4 separate regions of the Zea mays genome follow, and all the other regions are linked to region 2. A link is a contact called in public Hi-C data. All regions are on one chromosome and are shown on one strand. The core of a region is the stretch at or near the end of the contact, and the rest is flanking DNA. Distances in the headings are between cores, read along the strand shown.

Region 1 (6,731 bases), core at 4,171-6,670, 350 kb after region 2:
ACCTGATTTTTGACGAAATTCATTGCAAAAATTGCCCTCTCTCGGTAAGAATAACCAGTTAACCACTACTGGTAGAAGCAAAAGAAGCAAGGAAACCGAATCACAGACAGAGACTGGTTCGCATATTCAATTTGTTTCTAGCTAGCTAGGCCACTGAATCGGCCGTTTTGGCTCGATCGTCATCACAGCAATGTGGGTGTGGCTATCATTATCAAGCAGCAGGTGCAACTCAAGCTTTAGCAAACCGGATGTGCATTAAAATTAAGGATGCGAACGGGTTGGTAGCAGGCCGGGCCGATCGATGAGTTGCGAGTTGCGACTTGCGAGTAAGCACTGCTCTATGTTCACGTCGCCGAAATCAATTATCAAGCTCTCTTGATTGATTTTATCAAATACCTCATACTTCTTCTGAAGGGATCATTGTTTGTTTGATTTTGAAGGGATCGTTGTCTGTTTAATTTTGGACAGACCTTTGAAAATGATTTACCCAAATCTTTCGGGAGAGAAAATAAATAAATAAATAAATAAATAAATAAATAAATAAATAAAAACGAGCCAGGGCCCAACACTAGTCGGTTTTCGCCTAACACTAACAGGCCGGGCCGGCGGGCCCCAGGCCACGATTCCTCATCCAGTTTTTTAAAACTGCTTCCTGCACCTCTGGCCCACCACATCCCGTCGCGTCGCGTCGCGGATTACGGAGGAACCCTCTAGGCTCCGGTTCCGGAAACAGCGGGCGCCATTCCCGGGCGAGGAGGCCGGCCCAGATCCGAGTACGGCGGCGGCGGCTGCGGCGGCGAGATGACTGGTGGCGGCCCGGCCGCGGCGTCGCAGGCGTACGGCGAGGCATGGTACTGGGACGAGCGCTACCGCAAGGAGGCCGGGCCCTTCGACTGGTACCAGAAGTACCCGGCCCTGGCGCCGCTGCTCCGCCTCTACCTCGCGCCGCACCAACGCCTCCTCCTCGTTGGCTGCGGCAACTCCGGTGAGTCGCTCTTTCTTTCGGCCGGCCAGCGGGGTTAGATTGTTTCTCCTTCTTACGGGGAGGGGGATGGAGGGCACCGTGGCCTGGGACCTGGGTGCTCAGCGGCGCTCGTTCATACGTTGTTCTGCCCCTCGTTGTCCGGGTCTCGGCTGCCGCGTGTGTCGCTGAGCGCTGGTGAGTGCGGAGACGGTCAGACGGATGTGCGGTTCGGGTGCGCAATGTAGCCGTCCTGTACAAACCAGAGACTCTTCCCGTTCTCGGATAATTCAGTACTGACCATTTCTATTGGAAGGGTCTGATTGGATGGGGGCATTTGACCACCTGATCATGTATTGATCGAATGAAAACAATGAGCCGGTCCTAGCTCACTCGCGTACGTCCTGTATACAAGTATATTCTTTACCTTCTGTACCGGTGGTCTGTTTTTAAACATGCCAAAGTGAAAGAGGGGACAATGGTACCACTGAGATGCTGGCATTTGGTGTGTGTGATAAGGGTCCCCTGCGCCATTGCTAAGGAATATACAGTGAGAACCCTGACATTTCTGGGAGCCTGGTACCATCCTGTCCCTGTGCCATGACTCTTACGAATTCTGGCAACACTGGCATTTCTGAGCCTGGTACAATCCTGCCCCTGTGCCATGACTGTTATGAATTCTGGCAAGGTCTGGTCACTAGGTGTCTGGTTAATTTAGCAAACTGGGAGTGCAGCTATTGCCGTAGTACTTCAGATCTTTCAAACTTCATGAACCTAGTTTTTTCACCCACATGGCATGAAATTTTGAGGTTTGCTTTCAATATAATACATTTGTTGGCCATACTAATATTAATTAGTTCTATGTATTGGATCTTTTTTATGCACGTGGAACTGAAATGTGAACTTTGGTAAGTGGTATCATTGTAGAGGTACAACCGTACAACAGAGTTCTAACGGTAATAAAAGATGGCACAAAGATGGCACGTGCACATTCATGAAAAACTCATCCTAATTCATTCTAAGCAAAACTGCACTAGTATTATTTTAACACTTAGCTTTAATTTCTGAATGCAGCTAGAGGTTATTGATTGTTTTATTGACTTAGTTCACCCCTCATAGTTGTTCAAGATGAAGTCGAAAGTACAAGTAATATAGGATCAAATGACTTATATCGCCGGAGAATTATTCATCTTAAACCACAGTATTTTTATAAAACCAACTTTGCATTCTTAGCTATGGAGATGGCTGGGTTTGTAGTTAGTGTTTTCTGGGTGGTATATAGTTTATTCTAATAAGAATTGTCGTTCTCACTCCTTTTGAAGCTGCAACGCATGAACTGTTCATCAATTCTTGCTTTGCTTGTGGATTCATATAGTCATTAGTCGCAAGCATGCATAGACGTGCTTTCGTTTGTTAATTTTAATGAGCTATTTAACCACAATATGTAGTCTAGTGGAATTACTTATGTGGTTTATCTTCTTTTGATTATTGCAGTCTTTGGTGAGAACATGATTGACGATGGTTATCAAGATGTTGTCAACATTGATATATCTTCTGTGGTAATTGAGCAAATGAAGAAGAAATACCACGATAAGCCTCAACTTAAATGTATGGTCTTTGTTCTTGAGTACCTCTGCAGTATATCCCACATAATCTGATACCGTGTATTTCCCTTGATTGGCAAGACATGAAGATGGATGTAAAGAACATGTCAGATTTTGAGTCTGGTTCTTTTGATGCTGTTATTGACAAAGGTACAATTATCATTGCAGTACTTGACAGCATTATGGATGCAACTGCTAACATCTGTAAACTGATGCCCAACATGTCATTAGTTTCTAACCCCTTTTTATTATTTGCAGGAACACTGGATTCTCTTATGGTGAGTGTACTTTTGTCAGGACGCTTTGACATTCTCCCAGTGTGATACTCAGCAGCATCTCTTGTATTTCAGTGTGGTCAAAATTCCCAAGAGAATGCAACGAAAATGCTAGAGGAGGTCAACAGGTAAATAATACAATGATATTTACCGTGATATATATTGCTTGATTGGATACAGCTTCTATTTACCGGTCCTGCATGCAGAATCCTCAAGGAAAATGGTGTCTACATGCTGGTAACCTGAACTATTTGATTCTTTATTCTTTAAAAGATGTGGTTATTTTGTGCTCATCTGGTGTCTTTAACAAATTTCTGACTCCTATAATGTCTTAGATCACTTATGGGGATCCAAGTTACCGCTTGCGTCTCTTGAAGGACATGGAAAAATGGACAGTAAAGCTCCATGTCATAGGTTAGTTAGTTACTCACCATCAGGCCAATTCAACTGCACCTTCCGGTATTTGCAGAGCTCCAATCACATTGACCTTTTCTCATATCCAAAGTAACGTTTAGATTCATGAATGTATTCCAGAGTAGCTATGTTTTCATTTTTCATGGTAAAATGCTTGTGCTTACAACTGTAAGTGTACTGGGTTATTGCAGAAAGATGGGAGAAAAGTTCGAATCAGAACAAATGGGAACTGACAAAGCCATTGCCTCTAGAGGACCATAGCACATCACTAGCTGCACTTCTTGGCCCCAAACCTGATGTCCACTACATCTATGTCTGTGTAAAGGTTAGCCTTGAGTAGTTATTCAGAATGTTCAGAACTTTTTTCCCCTTAAACTCTTCATCGTACCATTTAACTCATCGGTATTTTGCTATCGGATGCATCATCTCAGGGCAACGGTGGCGCAAGTGTGGATTCTAAAGCTGGAGAAGCTGCCAATTGATTTCTCCTATAACCCTCTGAACTGACGTGCGTAACCGGTGTAGCAAATAATGTAGAGAAATAGAACAGATGTTGTACCTCGAATTGATCGTTGTTGTTTTATTGGATAATAACCAGCGTGTGAATTGTAGAACAGATATCGCACCTCAATTTGCAGTTGTTTCATTGAATAACCAGTGTGTGAATAATGTAGAACAGATGTTGTACCGCTTGTTTCAGTGTTTCATGAATTCGATTGACCCTGTCAGTGATCCTGTGCTTGTACCGGATGTTCTAGATCAACTGAGTTAGATGTTTGCATGATTGCATCATTGCATGGTACTTGGGATTAGGCTATCAGCTGTGTAGGTTACTTATATCCTTATATACTATTATATTATTATATATTACTATTTGTAGTTTAGTTAGCAAGATTCTTTATTCTATATCATAATCTTCTGGACTCATATTCCTCTATGTATTTAACTATCATATCCTTTTTTCTCTCTTATACCACATGATTGTCTATTGTACTATAAAATCATGGCACGTTACCAAGAGGATTTTGCTATACAGGTTACTGATAGCACAAAGTTTTGGTTGCGCTGTAGGCAGCGGTGGGGCTCCAGGCCCTCTATCACTCCCGAGTCCATATACTCCTACTGACTGGAGCTTTTCTAAATTTCAAAAGTACAAATATAATGTAGAAGGGATATTATATATTGTAGTGGTTTAGTTGAGCCTTCTATAAAAAGTTTTTTTTTGCTCCGTCCCTGGTTGTATATATTGTTACGTAGCGCTCAAAAACATCTATATCTAAGGGTGCATTTGGTTGGAGTCAATTAGAATGTATCAGTTTCATTCTAGTTTTTGATAATGTAGCCGTTCTATTCTCCGTTTGACAAGTAGAACAGACTCACTCTATTTTTTGTTTGATTGAAGAATAAAATAGAGCGGAGCCGCTCCGTTCTTTGTTTGGTTGGAGAGTCATATGAGTATAGAGAGAAGAGAAAGGAGAGCGCTCGCGTCCGAGAAAGCGCCCGCATCCAACCATTTTGGTGGAGCGGGAGCATTCCAACTATTTATGGTAAATTTACATATGGAGACTACAGGAGCCGCACCACTTCTCTTTTGTTGGAAACTAAATATTTTAAAAAAAAATTGAATGGAGCCGCTTCATTCTCATTGACTCCTCAACCAAACGCACCCGCGCTCTATATTTGATGCCTTAAAACAGGGTCTAAAGTTTTCGGTAATTTTTTTATGTTTTAAGGACTAATTTGGTAACTCTATTTTCTCAATAGATTCCTATTTTCTTGAAAAAATAAACTAAATATTTTGGAAAATAAAAAACAATTAGAAAAATAGGGTTACTAAACTAGCTCTAAGAGTTAGCCTTTTTAAAACTATTAGATAGTTACGGTTTATATTATATTTTTTTATTTTTACAATATAAATCAATTCAGTATAAGCTGTGCTCTCGCTGGCCGTAGGGAGGTAAGAACTTGATGTTTTTACCTTTTCCGCACGTGAAAATCTGTAGAGGAAGAATGTTATAAAAAGAAGAGCAGGGTCCCACCCATCTAATCCAACGCACGAAGATGAGACACGTCAGTACGTCACCCTTTCTGCCCCGACACGCCCTCCAAAAATCCGCAAGCCAGAACCCAACCCCCCTTTCCCCGTCCAACGTCCTCTAGCCGCCTCGCCGAACTCTCTCTCACACACACACAGTCTCTCTGCTCCACGCTCGCCGCTTTTCCGCTCCACCCCTCCTCTCTTTCTCCCTCCCTCTCTTTCTCTCTCCTGCCCCAACCAACCAATGGAGGCTCTCGCGGGCGCCGCATCCTCCTCCGTTCTCCCCGCGCGCCACCCGCCCTCCCGCGTGGCCGCGCAGTCCCTCGCGCTCCGCCCTAGCCGCTGCGGTCCCCTCCGCGCGGTTAGCGCCGGCGGTGTCAGTGGCAAGGACGACGCCCACGCCGCCAACGGGTCTCCCGTCCTCAAGGTAATAGCTTCTGTTAGGATATATAGCCTCCCTCAAGGCCCAGCCAGTGGTTTCCCGGGCCGTCGCGTTTGATGCGAGAGTAATGGAGCGGCGGCCTGTATTGGACGAATCTGGGTGCGATTAGGCTGTTCTGTTTGATTCTAGACTTGATGCGACTATGCGAGGCATGGCGCGAGCTGGATGGCTGGATATAATGGTGTGGTTGCAGGCGCAACTGGTTTAGGAGGGTTTATGAGATGGCTAAAGTTTTGTTATATGCCAGTCAATTGGGAAGTACGGGATATCTTTTGGTGTAGCACTTCCGTTATCTACAGAAGCTATTTAACTATTATCTTCCTGTTTTATTGCTAAAAGAACAGTATATGCAGCAGTTTATTCAACTTCATTTACCTTTTGGTTCTCCGTGGGTTCATTATACTAAATGTATCTTTCAGCAGCTGAATAGCGATTCCAGTCTAAATGGAGTCCTACCGATTGCAGCTGACAAGTCACAGAAGGCTTCATCAACTAACGTTAGTACTGACTCTAGTGGATCTAGAGCTGGCCTGTTTAGAACACCCATATCAGGTGGTGTGCAGAGTGCAACTTTCGCCCACGGTCTACCTCCGCCGGCTTTGGCTGTTCGCAATTTGATGGAACAGGTAGCTCCTGCTATCTACCGTCTCAAGGCTTCCTGCCTGTGAAGCAAAATCTCGTATTTCTCTTATCTGCCTGACTTATGCTTGTGTACCAGGCGCGGTTTGCCCACCTGTGCTCTGTCATGTCTGGCATGCACCACCGCCGTACTGGATATCCGTTTGGTTCACTTGTCGACTTTGCTAACGATTCAATGGGCCGTGAGTTAGCTCCTTATTGGTACCGGTTTTGGAAAATGATGCTAAACTCTGTTAGGCCACCCTTTCCAACTGTCGCTGTTGATGTCTTTTTGCAGACCCAATTTTTTCGCTGTCACCCTTGGCAATCCATACGAGGAACTTACTCGCTGACCCAAGATGCACGCTTGTTGTCCAGG
Region 2 (6,880 bases), core at 2,485-4,984:
TAGATAAACCAAGCCTCTGACTCAAAGATTGCTTTAATGATCTCTTATAAGAAAGACCCTTATTATCACTCTCCTTAAGAGCAGTTCCGTCATTATGCAGGTTTCTCCACTGCTCTTCCCAGTAACTCTCAGCTAATGGATGCAACGGAGTCCTTGGAGGAGTTGAAGTAGCAAGATTACTATAAACTCTATCATAATCACAGCTATCCTTCTTTGATAAAAGAGATGGGGATAATGTATTCGCATCAATAGCAGTAGACTGTAGAGATTTAGCTTTCTCAATTAACTTATGCACATCAACGTTGTTTGGAAAATTCAATAACCTCTGAAGACATAACGTATTGATTTCAGTGGCTAGTAGAGATGATCTAAGGTGAAGAATCATAGAGACCGCCATGGCTGCGATGAATGCCCCTCTAGATGAGCACAATATCTTAAAGTTGCATTCTTCATTTTCTCTAAGTAGCATATCATTGGAGCAAGCAAAAACTTCATCCCATACAACTAAAAGATCGTCGAGGCAGAACTCTCGTCCAAACAAGACTCGCAGCCAACGAAGAGCGAAATACTGCGGTTCTACATCCAGCTCAATGAAATGGCTATGAAGAGATGGCTCAACAATGGAAAGCAAATGAAATAAAGATGCTGAGGCTTCAATGACAGGTGCTAGACTTGAGCTAGATCCAACCTTGGATGTAGAGAAAAACTCTGCCATGCAGACCACTCCACTACCTCCGTCCATCAAACCATCAAACATTGAATAAGCATCATGTTCCATGAACCTTTCAGACAATACAATGCCTAGTTCACCCTCGGCTCCATATGCATCACTAAGTGAAATTATTTCCTTCGTATCCAGGTCAAGCTCATCAAGAGTGTTAACTCTGGAAGCGCTTTCAGAATCATCGCCATTGTCAGCCCTGGAATGCCAGTTTGAGTCCTTTCTAGGTTTATAACTGAAAAGCATATCTGTATCTGGGAAAGCCACTCCATCAAAATCATCATTGAAGCAATCCTCATGGAGCTTCCTTACTTGAGATAGTTTATCAATGTCAACTTGAAGAACATACACTAGAGGAGCTAGTAGTTCGTGCATTCCTGTGAAAGTAGTCCATAAATCAGTACATATTTGGCAATAAAATAAAAAATTGCAGAAAGCTACGGATAATCATGTGGATAAACTAATTAATCAAACTTTAATACCAACAAAAGTAGTCATTCAGTGGCATTTATCACAGCTTTATAGATTTAGAATCATATAGTAAAATCAAGTGATTATTCCCTTATAAGAGAATCTTAGTGCCTATTAATATATCCTAAGAATCCAATCTAAAAATATAGTTTTAGTTTATTAAATTACAAGCGCTACCAATTTATCTCTAATGAAATGCAAACAAAAGGTTTCAACCCCATGGACATTTCTCAGAGACAGCAAAGCCAATTAGATATGCAGCAAAGGCTTATTGACACTCATGTATTTAAAAGAGTTGCTTACCTTGGCGATATCCACACTCTGGGTGCTGAAGGCACCACATCAACAGTATTCTCCTGAGCATGGCCTGGCAACTAGGCGTTTGAAAGTAACTACCATCTTCTGGATATAATCGAGACAGGTCTTGGTCAACTGTCTTCTCCAACTCAGCCCCTCTAAAGAAGCGGCCCCAGCTGCTATCTGCACAAGGAATTTAAATAGAAATGTAAGGTCTTGAAAGTTTTAGCAGGAAGCACTGGAGCAGAGCATGCAACATTCTTCCATTTCACCATCATAAAGCTGCCATCGTAATGCCATTTAGAAACAGAACAACACAAGAATTATTATCTAGTTGTAATGGGAAAATCCAGCCTCTAAATTCCTGATAGCATACTGCAATCAAAATTATAGAGTTCACTATCAATTAGTGTCCCACGCTTGAGCTCCAGCGTATTTAAGAAAATAAAATTTTACCATATTTGTTCTTGTTGGTTATCTAGAGTTATGGGTTCCTTTCTACCGGTGTAGTTATGCTACTAACAAGCATAAAGTCAGTATGCCAAAGTGTAAATAGGCCAGATAAACACCTTTCTACTTTAATATATAGATTTCTTACTCATTGTGCACTGTGCACAACATACCTAAAACCTGATCCAGGAGAAACCTCGTTGTTTGGAGAAAAAAAGGAATCTACGATGACGATGCAAAATAAACATAGTAGTTCCCACTAACATTAATAATTAAGTCTTGCCAAAGGTAAACGGGTAGCAAACAAAATAAACATCTACATTCAGAAGATATATCATCAAAATTTCATGCTTATCATTCTGGTCATGAAATCATGTCTAGGTCTAGCACAAAAATACCTGGGTTCTGAGAGAGCGGGTTGTCAACAACAAGGTTGGATGATCTGTCCTCCTCCTTTGGAAGATGCGGGTCTACCATAAGGCGGCGCCTCAAACTAACATACCTACAAGAAACCAGAAACACCTAGATCAGTTGAAAGAACCCTTGGCCCAATCATATAAAGATGACAAGTTGACAACTTCAGCAACCAGCCGTTCAGCGGCAATTTGTCCCATCGAAATTCATAGCCACGTGAACAATAAAATAACCTTTAACCAGATATGCAAATTTCCAACGAGTTGTTTCTTGATACCGTGATACGATCGGAAGCATTAACTCTTAATTATTGCGATGTTTCCTTGGCAAAAGACAATTTTTTTTTCTCTCTCTCTCTCTCGTCATAATCATGAGAGGACGAGAACAAGAGCCGAACACACAAACAAGAGAAGAGATTCCTGCCGACAAGAACCGCACCAAACAGCAAGTGGGCAAATCAGCCTCACCTCCTCCGCGAATCCGCGGCGGCGCGGCGGAGCTCGTCGACGGAGGCCCCGGGCGACGCCGGCAGGATGCCGAGATCGATCCGCCACCGGACGCTGCGCAGGTTCGCGAACCGCCGCCGCCGCCACCGCCGCTGCCTGTCCTCCTCCGCCATGCGGGCCCTCTCCCCCGATTCAGCCGCAGGCGGATTTGACTGCCTCCCCCCCGAACCAACAGCCCCCGCCCGCAGGTGGGGAGAGCCAAGAGCGGAGCGCCTTTCCACGAGGCCGGGCAGGGCAGGGCAGACGCTACAAATAGCCGCGCGTGTATAGGATCTTTGGGCGGAGTAAAGATCGGGAGATTCTGGAGGATGATTTCGGTGGAGGAGGGGGAGAGGTTGAAGGAGGTGATTTTTTTCTTTTTCTTTCCTGTGCCCTCTCCTCGCGCGAGAATGGCGTGGTGCCCTGTCCCTGCCTGCCTCGTCGGGGGAGGGGGTGGATGACTTGGCTCCTGGTAGGCAGGGAGTGGGGTGGATGACTTGGCTTATCGTGGGTGGACTGGACGAGCAAGCCGAACAGGGAGGAAGGGGAAGGCCAGGAATGGAGTCTCCTCTATCCTATTCCTATTATTATTTCTTGCTCGGTTTTTTTCCCGTTTATTTTAGAAGAAAAAAATATATGGGATCTAGAAGAAGGTCATGGATTTTGTTCTCTACTGGCTGGAAAGGAGAGAGTGGTTAGGGATGGGAGATGGCGATGACTAGTGAGTGATTGGCTAGGTGGCTTGGCCTTTTGGCATTATCTTTGCGCTGAGGTGGGGTGTTTCAGAGAAACATGTAGCATATGCTAATGCGTTTTTTTTTGGGTCCATGGCATTATTTCTCCATATTGTTATTTCATATATGCTTGTGTGTGGGTTGGGTTGGGGGGTTGGGTTGTGAAGGGAAGGGAATAGACGTGAATGGATGGGAGGTTGGTATGCAGGATGACGTGCTCCTGTTGCTGTGTGGTCTATTTTGGCGGAGGAGGATGGGACATTAAATTTGTCTGGTCCACAATGTTTTACCTAAAGTTTAGTAGAGCTGGTGATGCAGGCAAAAAGGATATATATATAATTTTTTTTTGGTTCGTGTGAGCGTGACTTCTATGTTTATGTCTGTTAAGGAGTGTGCGAATATGGGCTGAATTCAAGGCATCTACGCATCAAATCTTCTATGTTTTTGCAGTTGATGACGAAAATGAGTAGTAAATAAGATGGAGCGAAGAAATCTGGCGTACTGCAGCCGGCGTCTCTCCGAAGCTATTCAGCAGCATGTGTACTTGTCCGGTACGTTTCGACGACGTCAATTTCCTCTCGCTTTCGTCTCCAGCTGGATGCAGCAAGCGACGCTCCCTCCCTTCCGTGTGCCATGCCTTTTGTGTGTGGCCTGGTAAACGGCGACGCCGACGCCGACGTGCTTTAGCCGCCAAGTTGAACTGCGTGCGTGCGTATTTTCGTGCTGGATTATTGGTTCTTCGTAATCATCGGATGCCGATATAACGCAAGAGAGGGAGGCAGGATTGCAGAGCAGAGCTGTCGGTGTCTGAATTTAACTTGGACGTTTCTTTCACCGGAGTATATGTACGTACGTTGAGTATCTGAATGGTAAACGAGTATGTATACATCATCTGAAAATGTCATGTTTTTTATGATTATATATATATATATATATATATATATATATATATATATAAGAGACACAATTATTACTATTACTATTATTATTATTATTATTATTATTATTATTATTAGAACATTAATATGTCTTTATGATAAAAAAATATTAGTAGATGTCTATATATATATACACGAAGTGACGGTGTGCTAGGGAGACAAGAAAGATGCATCCACAACCTCATCTGTTTACATGCTTATCTGTCCATCCCTTCATCCGACTCAGCATGCCGGCTACAGCTGGTGCTGACTGTACGTGTACCCCATTCCTGCTGGTTTGACAGTTTGACTGGAGCATGAGCTCTGGTCCACAATGTCAGTGGCACTCAATCTGGGGCACCTAGCGGTTCATTCGTACTTGCAAGAAAGGAAATTTGTCACTGCTAGCTGCAATGCAAGGCTGCATGCCTGCAACTCCTTTTTTTCAGATGGCTATCACTCCACTGAATAAATGGATGTACTCTTCTGTTGTACCTACAGCTACAGGGGCTACAAACACATCTCAATTCTCAAAGAATATTCTAAATCTAACTATGAATATAAAAGTACTATTATTTACAATTCTAAGTAAGTCTATTATAAAAACCGGTTTTTTAATCATGATACTTATTTGTGTCGATGACAAGTCTGACATCACGAGTCTACAAGTGGATGAAAGGGTGGAGCTTGTTGCTGAGAAAAAAATTGGATCGAGTTTGAAGCAAGGCGTGCATAAATAAAAGTTTAAAACTTAGGCTTTCTAGATGTTTTTTTCATTGCATCGCTCTTGTCTTGTGCCTATAACATTGTTATTTTAGTATTTCTTGATGTGGAGGCTTGGAGCCTTGCATTTGCAACTGTTTGGTTGTATGTATCTTTTTATCTAAAAGAAAAAAAGCTTGGTCTAGTATGTCGACCACAAAGCAGGGGTATTAGACGACCTAATGACTAAACCAAATTCGCTACTGGTGGTATTAGGTGTGGAATGATTTCTTTCGGAACACTTCAATTATAATAACAGGTGACTGGCAATGTGGTACTAGCTAGCAGTAGTACTACTACTGGTCATGTGCCCGTCACTACCATTTTCTGGTGCAATCATTTTTTTGTGGCGCTGCTTCCAGTAGCTAGCCAGTCAGTCGATCGTGCAACAGACATGCTCGCTCCGTTACAAAAAAATAAGCTACCACTAGAGTATTTTATGTACGTAGATTATTTTTATTTTTCTTAAATCCGACTAAACTTATAGAAAATGCAAGAAACATTTATGCCTCCAAATAAGTTTTACTATAATAAAAACTAAATTTCAAATGTCCGTATAGCTCGAATATTCACTATCCATGCCTGCCAGGCTCACAAATTAAACCCCGCATAGCTCGAATTGTTCGTAACCACACATGCCTTTTCCATAGTTAACATTCCCTTCATATCTTATTTTTTATGGACACTAAAACTATTTGTTTTTTTTTTGGGGCAAAAAAAATGCCCATGCAGCACGACAGGAGCCGGGCCGGACCAAGCCAAGCCTAGCGAAGCGGCTGCCAAAGACGTCAATGGGCGGGCGGCGGGCGGCAGGCGGCCACCGGCCCACCGCATCCGGACAGTGCCGGTCGGTGAGCCTCCGCCTTTGCTCGTGTTGCAAGCCAATCGCAGCCTCACAGGGCAGCACCGCACCCACCGGCATGCCAATCGCCAAATTATGCCGCCGATAATAATTAGCTCCAAACCAAGCGCGGCTTCCTGTCCCCAAGTTTTGTCAGCGACCGGGACGGTGTACCTACGCTACGCTTGCGCTGATTTGGGTTTGCCCGGCCATAAGTGAGTATTATAATCAAAACTAGTCGGTTGCTCGTGCGTTGCGACGGCTTACAACAATACCCACGTAAACTATTCATAAAAAAATTTAAGATTTTTATTGACTGTCTCTGCTATCTGTAAAATATATTTTTTGATTTGGCTAACTAATGTTACTGTTTACTCCATACAAATATATCTTGGTACAACACGACCAATGAAGTGAGCGATTAGAAGAGAGTTCACAACGATTGACTGAATTAACAGAGATTATAAAATGACATAATTCTATCATAAAGAGACCAAATAAGAGAAAGTTTGTGAGATCAACTTTCTAAAAAAGTCCCATGAAGTCAAACTTATAAAAAAATAGATCAAAATATGAAGTGATTGCTAAAGTCAGGCATCAATAAAAACTGGATGCGCTCCATATAAATTATGCTACTTCGTAGCAATTACTAACGTTTAAAACAAAAAATAACCTTTCATTTTGTTGTTAGTGTGACAAAGCATTGCTGCTCAATCCAATTCAGCAACCTCAAATACCATGTAGTCCATTGCGTCAATGTGGTCTCATAAACGACATAATGCTTGTAA
Region 3 (6,187 bases), core at 3,011-5,510, 350 kb before region 2:
AGCAGCTGGACCTCCTCCATCGTGCCTGGCCAAGCCTTGCTCTTCCACCCTTTCCTCTTCTTCAGCAGCTCCTTCACCTTCGCCTCTTTCTGCGGGGTTTTCGATGCGATTCAAAAAAAAAAAAGAGTATAATACAGCTTACAGCACAAAAGGTCTGCCTCGGGGGGGTGATGTAATTACTACTCAGCAAAGACATTTGCAACTTACGCAGACTCAGCAACAACTGTGAACAGAATCAAATGCTAGGAAAGACGTGTCCTCCTTGCTACTAGGTGTTTCGGTGGGTGGGACCATAAGGATGGTACAGAAACGAACGATCGTGTAAACACGTTATGAAGGAGAGATTCATTATCAGTTGGCCCACAGGATAAGACTTGGCTTACCTTATCGAGTGAAGATTGCACTTGTTGAATTGAGCTCCCAGCGTGGCCATGACTAGCGCCCGTAAGAACACCGCTCTTTCTCTTGTCCTTCTTCAGGAAAAGGCGGAAAGTTAGGATAGACTCCTCCAGCAGTTTGATGAGATCAGGTGCGGAAATCGCTGGCTCCGTTTGATCTTCAGCGTTGCTTTTCCTATCTGTGACTGAATCCAGAGAACAGAAATGATAAGCAGAACAGTATTATCAAGCATGAACCATTCAGTTATGCAATACAAGCAGCTGGCCAAATATGTAGCACTAAAAACAGACATTAGCATGATATGGATTTGGAAACCTAGTACAGGGAATGGAGCTTACTTGTACGAATGAGTAACTAAACGACACACAATAAAATGAAACAGCAGTGTTTACTGTGCTGATGTACTCAGTAATTATTTCCTTACTGTAGAACAAAGTACAATCTAATGCGTGATTCGGTACGGGATTATAAGTACCTTGCATTAAACATATTGCAGCAGTAACTAGAAATAACTCATCAGTAATGTAGTCAAGCATTATGAAAGCACAGCACGGAGGCTCAACAAACCAGCTGTAGCTACTCACGAACTTCATAATCTAAATCTGTACCAACTACCAAGTAAGCTGACAGTACAGGTGTTGACAAAACAACAACAATTATAGTTCAGGACTTGCGCATGGCATACTTATCCATATTAAATTTGCAGATAAAAAGCTCTAAAACTAACGTATACCAATTGAGTTGTAGACTACTTGACCTTAATCGTATGAGTAATGAAACAAGCAGCTGTTAGTACCAAACGTACATACTCAAGTTACCATCTTCCTAAAAGAGATCGAATAATGGTACAAAACAAACCACTGCTAATGTTTCCCCACTGCTACATAAACATGAAACAGAAAAGAACCCAATACATCACTGGTCAGTGCTCACTGCTCATTAATATTGCCAATGTACAGCAGATTGAATTGGATTGTACCACGTGAAATATGTAGAGACTACAGACCACACAGTAACTAAACCTATTTATTGTAGTACTAGGCTAGTACAGGACATAAATTATGAATAACCAAGGGTTTAATCTGCATTACACTGAACGCGTCCAAAAGAAAATGCCCCTCGTGTACTGGCAATATCAGGACAGCTATTTTCCCTCAGTGTCATGATTGTACAGGATTCAAAATCAATTTTTACACCATTATCAAACAGGTTGAACTTCTGGAACCATTTTTTCATGTAGAAAAAAAAACAGGATTAGCTTAAGTGCAAAGAAAACAGGGACCATCGACATACCTAACAAACAATAAGCATTTGAGAGTTACAATCCATGATATCTCGTAATGAAATAATCCAAGACTAAGAGAAACAGTTCTAGTACAATTAATTGGAAAGCATTAGGCATTTGTTAAACGCCTGAACCACACCTGCTGTCATTTTGATTTCGAGAGCACAGTTCACATCTTAGTTTGAATTGAAGTTAATAACATGACAACATGAGTCTATAGAACCATAACCAACACTAAAGTTCAGTGGATATTCTAGATTCCACAGCCCACTGGAACACATTTTGATGGTATAGGCTACATTTATGATAAAAAAAGTCAGCAACATAACCCAAATAATCTTACCTTGAAAAGTGGGGACCTGAAGCAACTTTGACAACAAGCTGCGAGACCGTGCATATATCTCAACCCGGGTACCATGCTCAAATGGCTCATTTTCAATGAATCTCTGCAACAGGACCTGGAATTGTTGGAATGCTTGAGCAGCACAGCTGTAGGTTGTAGGATTATCAGGTTGTGCTGCAACAATAAGACTCAGGTGCACATAGGTGCAATGCAGAGCCTCCCAGCTTAATGAAACATGAGCAACATATGCAGTCTCAAGTGTCTGATGTGGATCATCTGCACTTTGCTGTTGTTGAAGTTGTTCACAATCTTCTGGGAGCTCATCCTTTCTTTTGAATGAGAGGCTGCGTAGAGTAGACGCCAATTTTGATGCTGATCTTGGAGACTTTTTTGGCGTGTTCAGTGACTCTACAGAGGTTTTTCCGAACCATCAGAATAGCTAAAGTATGCAGATGGGGTTATTTAAATATTTGAAAAATCATTGGCAGTCTAGCAAACAGCAGCAAAATGACAATGTCAAATCCATTAAGCAATAGTAAAGACAAAAGAAAAATTACGCTGCTAGAGCGGATACTAAATCCTGAATCCTGAAAGCAGTAAATAAAATATGCTGAAGAGAAACATAATATTTCACACCAAATACCACCTGAATCCAACACTGGTACATAGGTGCCCGACCTGACTACCCGAGTCACAAAAAAAAAATCTAGGACTCCAATATCTGAGTACTGCTAAGCACAAGATGACAACAGTGGTTGATTGTGTTTTTCTTGCCCATGCTAAGGTGTCTGATGCTACGGCTTCATTCTAAAAGAGGAAATGTTTGAGAAAGAATACAAGTGAAAATTGTGGGCATACCAAATTACGCATGCAACTACCATGGACCACTTGTTTCATCATTAAGCCTCTTTACAGTAGGGACCATATAAAATGCTAGCAAGTCGCCATGTTGACTATAATCTATAACAGTAGAATAGCAACAACTGGGCCTTGATAACTAAGAAGTATCCAAGACAAACATGCTAAATTATAGCATCAGACTAGGTACATGCATAATCACACGGCATCACATTACAACCAACTGCATGTGAGAAGCTACAACCAAGCATATAGGAGAACATCCATGATCCATAGTCAGCTGCATGATACATCTTTTACCTGGATCCTTCATGAGCTGCGCGATCATCTTATGAAACACCAGCATCCTCTCGCAGTACTTATCATACAGTGAATCAAACCCACACAGCGGGAAGCCATCGCCAACGCCCGTCTCCAGCCACTCCCTGGGGCTGCCCCCTTCCTCCTCCCCGCTGTCATCCTCGACCTCGGCACACTCCTCCTCAGGGATGAGCACCATGAAGCTGTTCTTCCTGAGCTCCTTGAGCCTCCGCTTCACCTCATTGGTGATGAAATCATCGTCGTCCTCATAGTCCTCCTCCTCCTCTTCTTCAACCACCCCATTGCCCGCGCCTGTACCCTCTGCCGCCGCCTCGGCATTGGTCCTCTCCCCAATGCCCGGCTTCAGCTCCTCCAGGCCCCGGGGGGTCAAACCCCCGGCGCTGTCGTCGTCGGATTCAACTGCCTCTCCCCCACCCCCGGCGCTCTTCTTCCCCTTCGCGAGCTTCTTAATCTTGAAGAAATCCATTAGCACGGTGTTGCCCGAGGCTATGGTAACCCCGAAGGCTCAAACAGACCCTCCCAAAAAGATCCCTCCTTTTTTCTTTTCCTTTTCGCCGATCCTTGATCCCAAAGTTGGCCGAGCAGCTTTGGTTTCCTTTTCCTGCAAACAGCACAGGAATCAGGGAGCGGACGGATAAAAGAAACCCTAAGAAATCGCGGGCTCGCGCCCGTGCTCGGCGGCCGAAATACCTCGAGAGAAGCGGTTACCCAGACGCCTGCAGCGGCTCGAATGCACGAGACCAGCCCAAGATCCGCCGAATCTGAGCCCAAGTCCCTCCGCCCTGGGGAAACCGGTTCACGGCTGCGACGGCGAGGCGGCGGCGGCGACCAGCATCTCCCCTGGATCGTGAGGTTCCCGGAGTGGTCGGCGCTGCGCAGCGCTGCTGGTTTCGTCGTCGCCTGGGACAGGGGGGGGGTCTAAAGACTGGTCAGAGCCGGAGGCGGAGTCGGCTCCTGGGGGCTCGCCGACTCTGGTCCGTTCGCCTCGTCGGTGTTTAAGCGGGCTCGAGGGTTTAAGCGGGGGAGCGACCGCCGCTTTGGGCTGTGGACTGTGGTTAGCGGTGGTGACTGTGGTTAGCGGGTGGTCACTCAGGTATAGAATAGAAGCACGAAGGGCACGAGTTGTGAGGGAAGGGGGGAGTGTGGAGTGCATCGGAGACCGCGTACGACGCGTGTCTCCGTCGCTGGTGTCCCTGCAGTGGGACCCGCTGCATCTGCATGGGTGGCTCTGGGCCGCATCGGAGGTGACGAGGCCCAGATAGACAAACAGAAGGGGCTAATGGAGGCCCGGTAAGCATCGGAGGAAATGAAACCAATATCTCGGTAGTACGAGCCATTGGCAAATGGCAACCAAACTTTCCGACACCGGCCCAGCGACATGTGTGTATTTCGACTAGAAAGTCTGCGTGCAGGGCGGTCGACAAACGTGTTTTATATCCACTATCTTTGGATTGTCATAACAAACATTTTTTCGTTTAAATTGGTGGATTCGAAATACATACATACCGGTACGAGTGATCAAAACATTACAGCTCCTCATATGAAATCATTAAGTTTCCATGCGTTCGCCAAGAATACACAAAGAAAAAATATACTGTATTTTTTTTGAAAGGTGGATGCACAATAATAAGGGGTTAGCTGTAGGTTAGCTGTATATAGCACTGCGTGAATAAGTTGCATGTGGCATGGGCAGTCCGTGACTCCGTGGCATATCTGCCATAGTACAATCTCCCACATCGGCAGCGTTAGAGCGTTAGATTAGGTCTAGTTCCGTTTGTTTCAACTTTTTTCTGATTCTATGGACTCTTAAACGTCTAATTTTTTACCTGTTTTATAGGATCGTTTTGAAAAAAAAACTATTTAAAATCAATGTAAGCACACAATCGATCGAAATGTCACGATAAAATCTATCACTTCTAAGATTCTAAATCGTACGGACCCTTCATACGTACGTACTTAGATCTGCTATACAGCCAAATTATTCTTACGACTAGATTCTCAGAAAGGCTAGTAAAAAAACTAAAACAAGCATGCCCTAGATTAGATTAGATGAGGGTGGTTTAGAGAGATTTGGAGTACATGATATGCATAGCAGGTCCGGCATAGGTTCCCGTTAAATTTAGACCCAAAAAAAAACTGCATTCCAAACTGTTCTTTAAATGCTAGTCAAAACGGGTAGTTGCCGCAGCATTTGTTTCAAAAGAGAGAGAGTACAAGTCTCTGTATAGTCCTCCACGTTTTTGACCTCAGTTATGGTCTCTCTCACATGTCTTAAAACCACGCTTTTGACCACAATTATCAAAGCTTCACTTCATATCCCCATTTCATGTCGCATCTATATTAGATGGTGTTTGGTTCGCATATTTGTAAAATGATGGATAACTGATAATGTTAAATTATATTTATTTAAGTTTAATTGTAATCAAATACCGCACTAGAAAGTATTGGTATATTTAAACTTATTACCGTTGGCACTTAAGCGTGGATTATTACCATAACTATTTACGTTACGTTTTATGAACCAAACGACTCCTTGATGCTTTCTAGATAGATTAAAGCGGTTTTGGTCTAAGGCAAAGTCCAATGGTATTGTTAGGTCTTGTTGCAACCTTTATAGCTAATAGGTACATGCTAAAATTAGCTGTAAAAGTCCAAACGCAGCTAGTTAAGACTATTCTCAAAGTATCATACTTCAATATCAAAAAATATCATATAGGATGAAAAGTATGATACAACTACATGATACACCCTCCACAATGTATAATATCATACATATATGTTTTAATTATTTAATTGATGTGATGGTTGATGGTGTGTCTATGAAAATAGACTCAAGCATTATTTTTATGTCATAACCTAAGATAGCATGTGAAACATTATCTTACTTAACATACAACTTCTCTCTACTATTAAATATCTTGCCACATCAGCAAAAAAAATCATATGTGGTGTCACATTAATGTGTATGATATTGTCCATTG
Region 4 (6,480 bases), core at 1,394-3,893, 270 kb after region 2:
TCATTTGCCGCCGATCTGTCATTAGAAACCGTGGCTAACTATGCGAAAAAAATTTGGTGCAGCCCTACTGCAAACCATACTGTTTGCAGCCTCTTAAAAAAGAAAGATAGACCCCATCTATAGGTCCACCAGATAACGTTTTAGTTGTGTTATTACTGCTGCTGCGTGTGAGGTCTATTTTTATTTTTTGTGAGGAGCTGCAAACCAGACTGTTTGAGCAGGGCTGCACTAATTTTTTTTCTTACTATGCATGCATAACAGCATTCTCAAGGCGACGAAGCTAGAAGAAAGATGTATTCGACGTTCACGTTCGTTCGTCGTATGTTATCAGTGAACAAAGATCTGCTGCTAGTGGACTTGGAGTCACAAAGGAGAGGGGACGACAATAGGAGCCGGCGGCACGGAGTCCTCCAGCGGCCAGCACTCCCAGTCGCCGTGCTTGTTCTGCCACAGCGAGAAGTGGCTGGGAGTCCACACCTCCCCCCGCTCGTTCCTCTCCTTGGCGAGCCGCCTCGCCGTCTCCTCCACCCGCCGCTTCGCCTGCCTGGCCGCCTCCCAGTCCTTGTTCAGGATCGCGGCGCTGACCTCGGCCCAGACCACGGCGGACTCCGAGGCGGACACGCCCTGTGATGTAGCACGATCAGCATGCACCGTTTGTTCACCATCAATAACTTACTGGTGTCCTGTCGTCTCCTACCTTTCTGTCTTGCACGACGGGCGTGGCCAGGTCAGCGATGGTTTGCCGTGCGTCGTAGAGCACGGAGACCTCGCCGGTGGCGACGTCCCTGAGCGAGACCTGGCGGTCCCAGAACCCGTCCACCTCGCACAGCGTGTCGTCGGGCGCGGCGGAGCGGAAGACCCTGCCCCTGACGCAGCGCGCGTCGCCGCCGCCGAGGCCGAGGAAGGAGCGGCGGCTGCGGCGGTAGCTGAGCGTGGCCTCGAGCCCGGACTCGGCGCAGGAGACGCGGACGTCGCCGGCCCACTCGCAGCCCGGCGACGGCAGCAGGCGGATCACGAGGCCCGGGCACCCGACGGCGTACGTCTCGGCGTGGCGCGGCAGCCGCAGCTCCCGCGCGCCCCGCACCGCGGCCTCCACGCTGGCGCCGTGGAACCGCGGCGCGGGGCTCTGGCACCACACCAGCTCCACCTCCCCACGCGCGTGCGTCGCGTGCAGCGCCGTCACGGGCGGCCGGTGCGAGACCTGCTCCAGGAGCACGTTGAGGCCGGCGGACGTGGAGACGTGGTGCGTCTCCCCGAGCACCGGGTTGTAGGGCGCGAAGCCGAAGATGGGGGGCCGCGTGGTGGAGATGCTCCACGCCACCACGGCGCACATGCGCTGCAGGCTGTCGGCGCCGCGCGCGCACCGCGCCAGCATGTCCTCGCCGCCGCAGTACACGGCCTCGCCGTACAGCTGCAGCTGCGACTTGGGCAGGTTGAACGTCGCCGGCAGCTGTGTCGTTCCAGATGGTTGAGTTGAGCCACACAAGAGTCAGCGTAAGCTGGTGGTGGGCAGTGGGCAGTGGCGCTCGCACGCACGCAACGCAACGCAACGCAGGTACCTGGAAGTGGGAGAGGTCGGAGCCCGGGCGGACGTTGCGGAACAGGCTGAGCACCCGCTGGCCGAGGTTGGCCGGGCGGAGCTCCCCCGCGAGCCCGCCGGCCCCCAGCGACAGCGGCGGCGTCAGCACGGCCGCGCGCGCCGCCTCCGCCTCGCCCTCTGACTCCGTCTGCGTCACATCAGGTGATCAGGATCAGATACGACAGTCAACAGCGTTTGTTATTTTGTTTTTCCGAACGAGATTGGAATGCAGGCGCTCCGCCGATCGAGACGCTGGCACTGGCCAAGTGGAGGCGGGCGTCAGATTTGGCAGCGCGTGCGTGCGCGCCAAAGGTTTTCCCTCTACTATAATTAATGAACGAAGAAACAAATCTCGGACCTCCCGAGGCCGGGCGACGACCGACGAAAGGCGGAGGGGAAACGGCTACGCGACGGGGACGGGGACCGCCCGCCTGCCCCAGATAAGAAATGTTGGAAACTCCTTTTGTGTGTGCTGCAACGTGTATGTACAAGTACAAGTATACGGGTGGTAGGTAGGTAGCCTCCTTTTCCGAGAGTGTGTATACGCGGACCATACGTATGCAGTACTTTGTCTGTGGAGCGTGTGGCCATGGCGACGGCGACGGAAAGGTGCCGCCGCCGAGAGCCAACGGAGCACACGCACACGCATACGCCGGTTCTTGTGTAAACGGAACCTCTTTCCTTTTCTCCTAAGAAATGTTAAAAGCGAAGCGAAGCTAGCGATCCCGAGGCCACACGCGAGTCGCAAGGTGACGTCCGGGAATCTCATTTACTCCGACCAACGACGGCGCATGGACCGCCGCGGGTCACGGTGGCCGGCAGTGCGGACGACAAGGCAAGGCAAGGCAAGCAGGCGGGCGGGGGAACGCGCGTACGTACCATGTGGGCGGGCGGGCACGCCGGCGGAGAGGGAGGAATGATGGAGCGAGCGAGCGACCACGAGCTACCGGCGGACGACGGCCAGGGCCAGCCAGCCAACCCCTCCTCTCTTCTCTCCTCTGGTTTGCTTTCTTTGGCAGCTCCGCCGTTGTTGGTGTTGCTGTTGGTGTTTGGTGGTGTTGGCCCGAGGCTAAGCTAGCGCGTCGTCAATCTATTTATAGCCGCCACGCCCACGGCACACGCATGCGCCAACCCGGCCTGCCTGCCAGTGCCTGCCAGCGGCGCGACGACGTCACCTCCTCCGCTCCCGTGTGGGCGTCAGGGCCGAATTTTTTGCATTTTGATCCTTCATCGGAAAAAAATTCACGTTTGGACCCTAGAAAATTTTAATGTTATTTTTTAACCCTTTACTCGGCGCCGTAGCCTGTGGCGCCGAGGTAACACAGCTCAGCGCCATAGGCTATGGCGCCGAGGTACGTGCTGCGTTGGCACAAACGGACGTCGTGGCGCCGACGTGGTGCCGAGCTTGGCGCCATAGATCTTGGCGCCGAGCTCCGTTTTATACAGAAAACTTATCTAGCTCAGTTGGTAAAATACAAGGCTTTTAACCTTGTGGTCATGGGTTCGAGCCTCACGGTGCGTGTTTTTAATACTTTTTGTCTTTGTCATTTATTTCTTTTTTTGTTGTTCATATTTTTGGTTTATGTCGCTAATTTGTCCGTCCTGATTTATTTCTCATCCAGTTTTATTTTTGTGACTGATTTGTTTATTCGTCCAGATTTTTTTATCCCGCGAGCACAGCAGCTGTGTGCCACAGTGCTCACAAGCCATCAACTTCTCCCCTTGTTTGCTCAGCTAACCACAATAAAAATCAAATGAGAACACTCTTACTTCAATCGTGATCAAATAAAAATATTATATTTTCATTTAGTTCTTTTGAACATAAATTTTAAATACATAACAACATATTTCCAGTAAAAAGAAGCACACATATTCATCTTTTTTTCTTCTGCACTAAATAAAAATCTAGACGAATAAACAATCCAGTCACAAAAATAAAACTGGATGAGAAATAAATCAGGACGGACAAATTAGCGACATAAACCAAAAATATGAACAACAAAAAAAAGAAATAAATGACAAAGACAAAAAATATTAAAACGCCCACTATGAGGCTCGAACCCACAACCACAAGGTTAAGAGCCTTATGATTTACCAACCGAGCTAGACAAGTTTTCTATACAGAATGGAGCTTGGCGCAAAGATCTATGGCGCCGAGCTCGGTACCACGTCGGCGCCACGACGTCCGTTTGTGCCAACGCAGCACGTACCTCGGCGCCATAGCCTATGGCGCCGAGCTGTATTACCTCGGCGCCACAGGCTACGGCGCCGAGTAAAGGGTCCAAAAATAACATTAAAATTTTTTAGGGTCTAAACGTGAATTTTTTTTCGATGAAGGACTAAAATGCAAAAAATTCGGGCGTCAGGGCAGGCCGAGGCCTTGTGAAACCGTGTCGTCGTCTCCAGCCCGAAAGCGCGCCACTCCACCGGCGGGCGGCGGCCCCAGATATGCTTGGACTCCTGCACGCATGCTCGCCGGCAGGGCCGCGTCTTCCCAGTAGAATTCGATTTCTGCTGCTTCACGGTTTTCCCAATGGGAAGTGATTTCATTGGATTCCTAACGGCGAGTAGAGTATGAAGCTGATAACAATTGATTGTTTGTTGATTCTATTGACACTTCCAACCGGGAGGCACGGATGCACGAATTTTTTTTAGGGGTGACTGAACTGATAGAGCGATCTAATCTCACTAAATCATTTATAATAGATAGATATACCAGTTTAAAATAGTCTTTTATTAAAATGTTGATGAAGTATAAAAATCATAAAATACATAATAAGGAAATAAAGGACGGACTTTATCCATACCAAAAGACCGAATCAGGAATAGACACAAATTGAAGGTCGAACCGTAACCGTTATTCATCCGAGAAAGCAACCTACACAGCTAGACATAATCGACCAGTCAAATATTCATGGACCTTCAAATTAATAATTATTCTCTAGCCGCATAGTCGGAGACGTGCCGACACTGTGGGCCCATGGCAGGCCACAGGGCGTAGGCCACATGTGTGTGACGGCGTAGGAGAGAGTGTGTGTAGGGATGGCGACACCGACACGGCGTGCGTGGAAGAGAGAGAGAGTGGCATGAAGAAGGCCATGAAGAGAGCACTATGCGGGGAACTAGGGAATTGAGGGTATGGTTTGTTGTTGGGCTTATGTTTTTGATAGTAGGATGTACAATTAGTGGACTAATATTTTTTATATAAGTATTTTATATAATATATTATATATGTTTAAATTTTTAGGAGGCTCCATGGACTCGGGAGAGATAGGGGTTCGAGCCCCATCCGCCCCACCGCTGTCACTGTCCTTGGCAGAATGTCTACCTGCATCGTGGAATGTGGTTCACAACTTCGATGTACATACAATGTCAGACTCATGTAAATAGAAATGCCTTAAATATGAGTCCCTCTGTTGGTCATATTCTGTACTTTATAGAAATTTATCGGTGTTTCGACCCGAGGGTCCTAACCATCTAATAAATTTGCGCTGCATGACCTTGTTCCAGATGATTGATGCAAGAAGACATACAAGATTTAACCTGCTTCGAGCAAGAGAAGGTTCTACATCCAGCGGGGGAGGGAGGCTAGTATTATCTTGCACCTAAGTGCTTGTAGTAGGGGATACAAGCAAGTCGAGAGATGGAGCGAGTCCCAAGTCTCTAAGTATAATTGAGGCGAGTGCCAATATCATAAGTGAGGTGGGTCGTGAACCGTGAAGTCCCCCCATAGAAGGCCCCGGGCTTCTCGTTTTATTGCAAGGAGGAGGCTCAGGAGAACAAGGGTTGTTATGTTGTTGTTGTGGTCATATGAGATGTGTCTGTGCCCTATAGTGGTATGGTCAGTGGGATGGCCCTCGTCCTTGTTGTCGCTTTTGGTCAGGAGAATGATGTCTGATCCATATAGCATGTTCTCTTAACTGGGTAGAGTGCCGATGCTGGGCTTGGGAGCATGTGGCATGTGTTCGAGCCCTAGCATGTACAATGGTGCGGAAGTGCCGAGTCGGAGTGGTTCGAAACATACCTGGCATGGTCTTCTGCGAGGTTTGTGGGAGATCATGTACCATTTAATGTGCGTTCTCCCTTGCTGGGGCAGTTGGCGGAGGTCGGGCTCGGGCGAGGTAAATATTTCTCCTGAGGCCGAGGCTGGGATTAGACGTTACATGTAGCCATGCTCTGGGTGGTTGAAACAGTGGTCGGAGTGGGGGACAGAGCCATTCGTGGCATGACTATCGTCGTGGGCGGTAAAGGTAGATTAGACCGTAGTCGTGTTGGCTTTTGTTTACTTTGGCACCTTCAGCTTGGTAAGCAAACATACGGACACACGTTCTGGGATTAGAGTGGTTGACAAGGCGGAGCGTCACCTGAGACTGGTCTCGGGCGAGTCGGGAATGTGTTTCCTGCCCAAAGGTTGAGCACGGTCGAGTCGTGACTTTGGTTCCACGCGCCTTGATAAAGGTTGGGAGCGTGTGTGCTTATGACCCTTTTTTTACTCAAACATCTAGACAGTTTAGGTTTGTGATCTGGATATCCCTAATTACGGTACCAACAAAATTATTATGAAATTCAGTTATGTATAGTTGGTCATCGTTCGGTACTAGAACATGCTCACGACATACATGAACTATCTAAGGAACTCAACCAAATTTCATGTACGCTGCTCTATGAGTTTATGGCTGGCGATATTATTGCCACGCTGCTATTTTCATGGAATGATTTTTGCTATCTTTTTTCATGCATGCTGCCCTAGGTTAAGAGAACCAGTATTGGGATCTGAAAGTAGCGATCTGACACACTGCGGTGATCTTCTCTGTTCCACCTGCTCGATGCTGAATCCATGGTTGCAAGCTGACTGACAACGAACTAAGCGGCTCTTGAATGTGATATGACCAGCGTGCTAT

Evidence for each region. A called contact is a pair of places that touch in the nucleus more often than the background predicts.
Region 1: a Hi-C map of tassel shows a contact between it and region 2, with 2.9 times the contacts expected there. The contact joins the promoter of LOC100193760 here to the promoter of LOC103642476 in region 2. A contact is called at or near these places in 3 of 25 Hi-C or Micro-C datasets (ear, leaf and tassel).
Region 3: a contact with region 2 is called in a Hi-C map of tassel, with 2.0 times the contacts expected there. The contact joins the promoter of LOC100276101 here to the promoter of LOC103642476 in region 2. A contact is called at or near these places in 2 of 25 Hi-C or Micro-C datasets (ear and tassel).
Region 4: a Hi-C map of bundle sheath shows a contact between it and region 2, with 3 times the contacts expected there. The contact joins the promoter of LOC103642493 here to the promoter of LOC103642476 in region 2. A contact is called at or near these places in 3 of 25 Hi-C or Micro-C datasets (bundle sheath, ear and endosperm).

Annotation. Positions count from the first base shown.
Region 1 is chr1:195,678,952-195,685,682 of Zm-B73-REFERENCE-NAM-5.0, forward strand. It overlaps LOC100193760 (Pyridoxamine 5'-phosphate oxidase family protein), which reads left to right and starts at 5,421. Exons shown (of 9, transcript NM_001138846.1): 1 at 5,421-5,719; 2 at 6,157-6,360; 3 at 6,453-6,555; 4 at 6,651-6,730. The coding sequence starts at 5,537. It overlaps LOC100194012, which reads left to right and starts at 673. Exons shown (of 9, transcript NM_001139075.1): 1 at 673-985; 2 at 2,456-2,569; 3 at 2,647-2,715; 4 at 2,824-2,843; 5 at 2,916-2,968; 6 at 3,047-3,077; 7 at 3,176-3,254; 8 at 3,446-3,579; 9 at 3,686-3,945. The coding sequence starts at 802. The coding sequence ends at 3,736.
Region 2 is chr1:195,330,434-195,337,313 of Zm-B73-REFERENCE-NAM-5.0, forward strand. It overlaps LOC103642476 (TBC1 domain family member 5 homolog B), which reads right to left and starts at 3,735. Exons shown (of 5, transcript XM_008665742.3): 1 at 2,821-3,735; 2 at 2,338-2,441; 3 at 1,496-1,672; 4 at 1-1,098. The coding sequence starts at 2,972.
Region 3 is chr1:194,978,400-194,984,586 of Zm-B73-REFERENCE-NAM-5.0, forward strand. It overlaps LOC100276101, which reads right to left and starts at 4,261. Exons shown (of 5, transcript NM_001374096.1): 1 at 3,897-4,261; 2 at 3,186-3,807; 3 at 2,028-2,435; 4 at 384-583; 5 at 1-89. The coding sequence starts at 3,672.
Region 4 is chr1:195,605,912-195,612,391 of Zm-B73-REFERENCE-NAM-5.0, forward strand. It overlaps LOC103642493 (oxysterol-binding protein-related protein 4C-like), which reads right to left and starts at 2,644. Exons shown (of 4, transcript NM_001329465.1): 1 at 2,459-2,644; 2 at 1,560-1,727; 3 at 698-1,450; 4 at 225-624. The coding sequence starts at 2,461. The coding sequence ends at 364.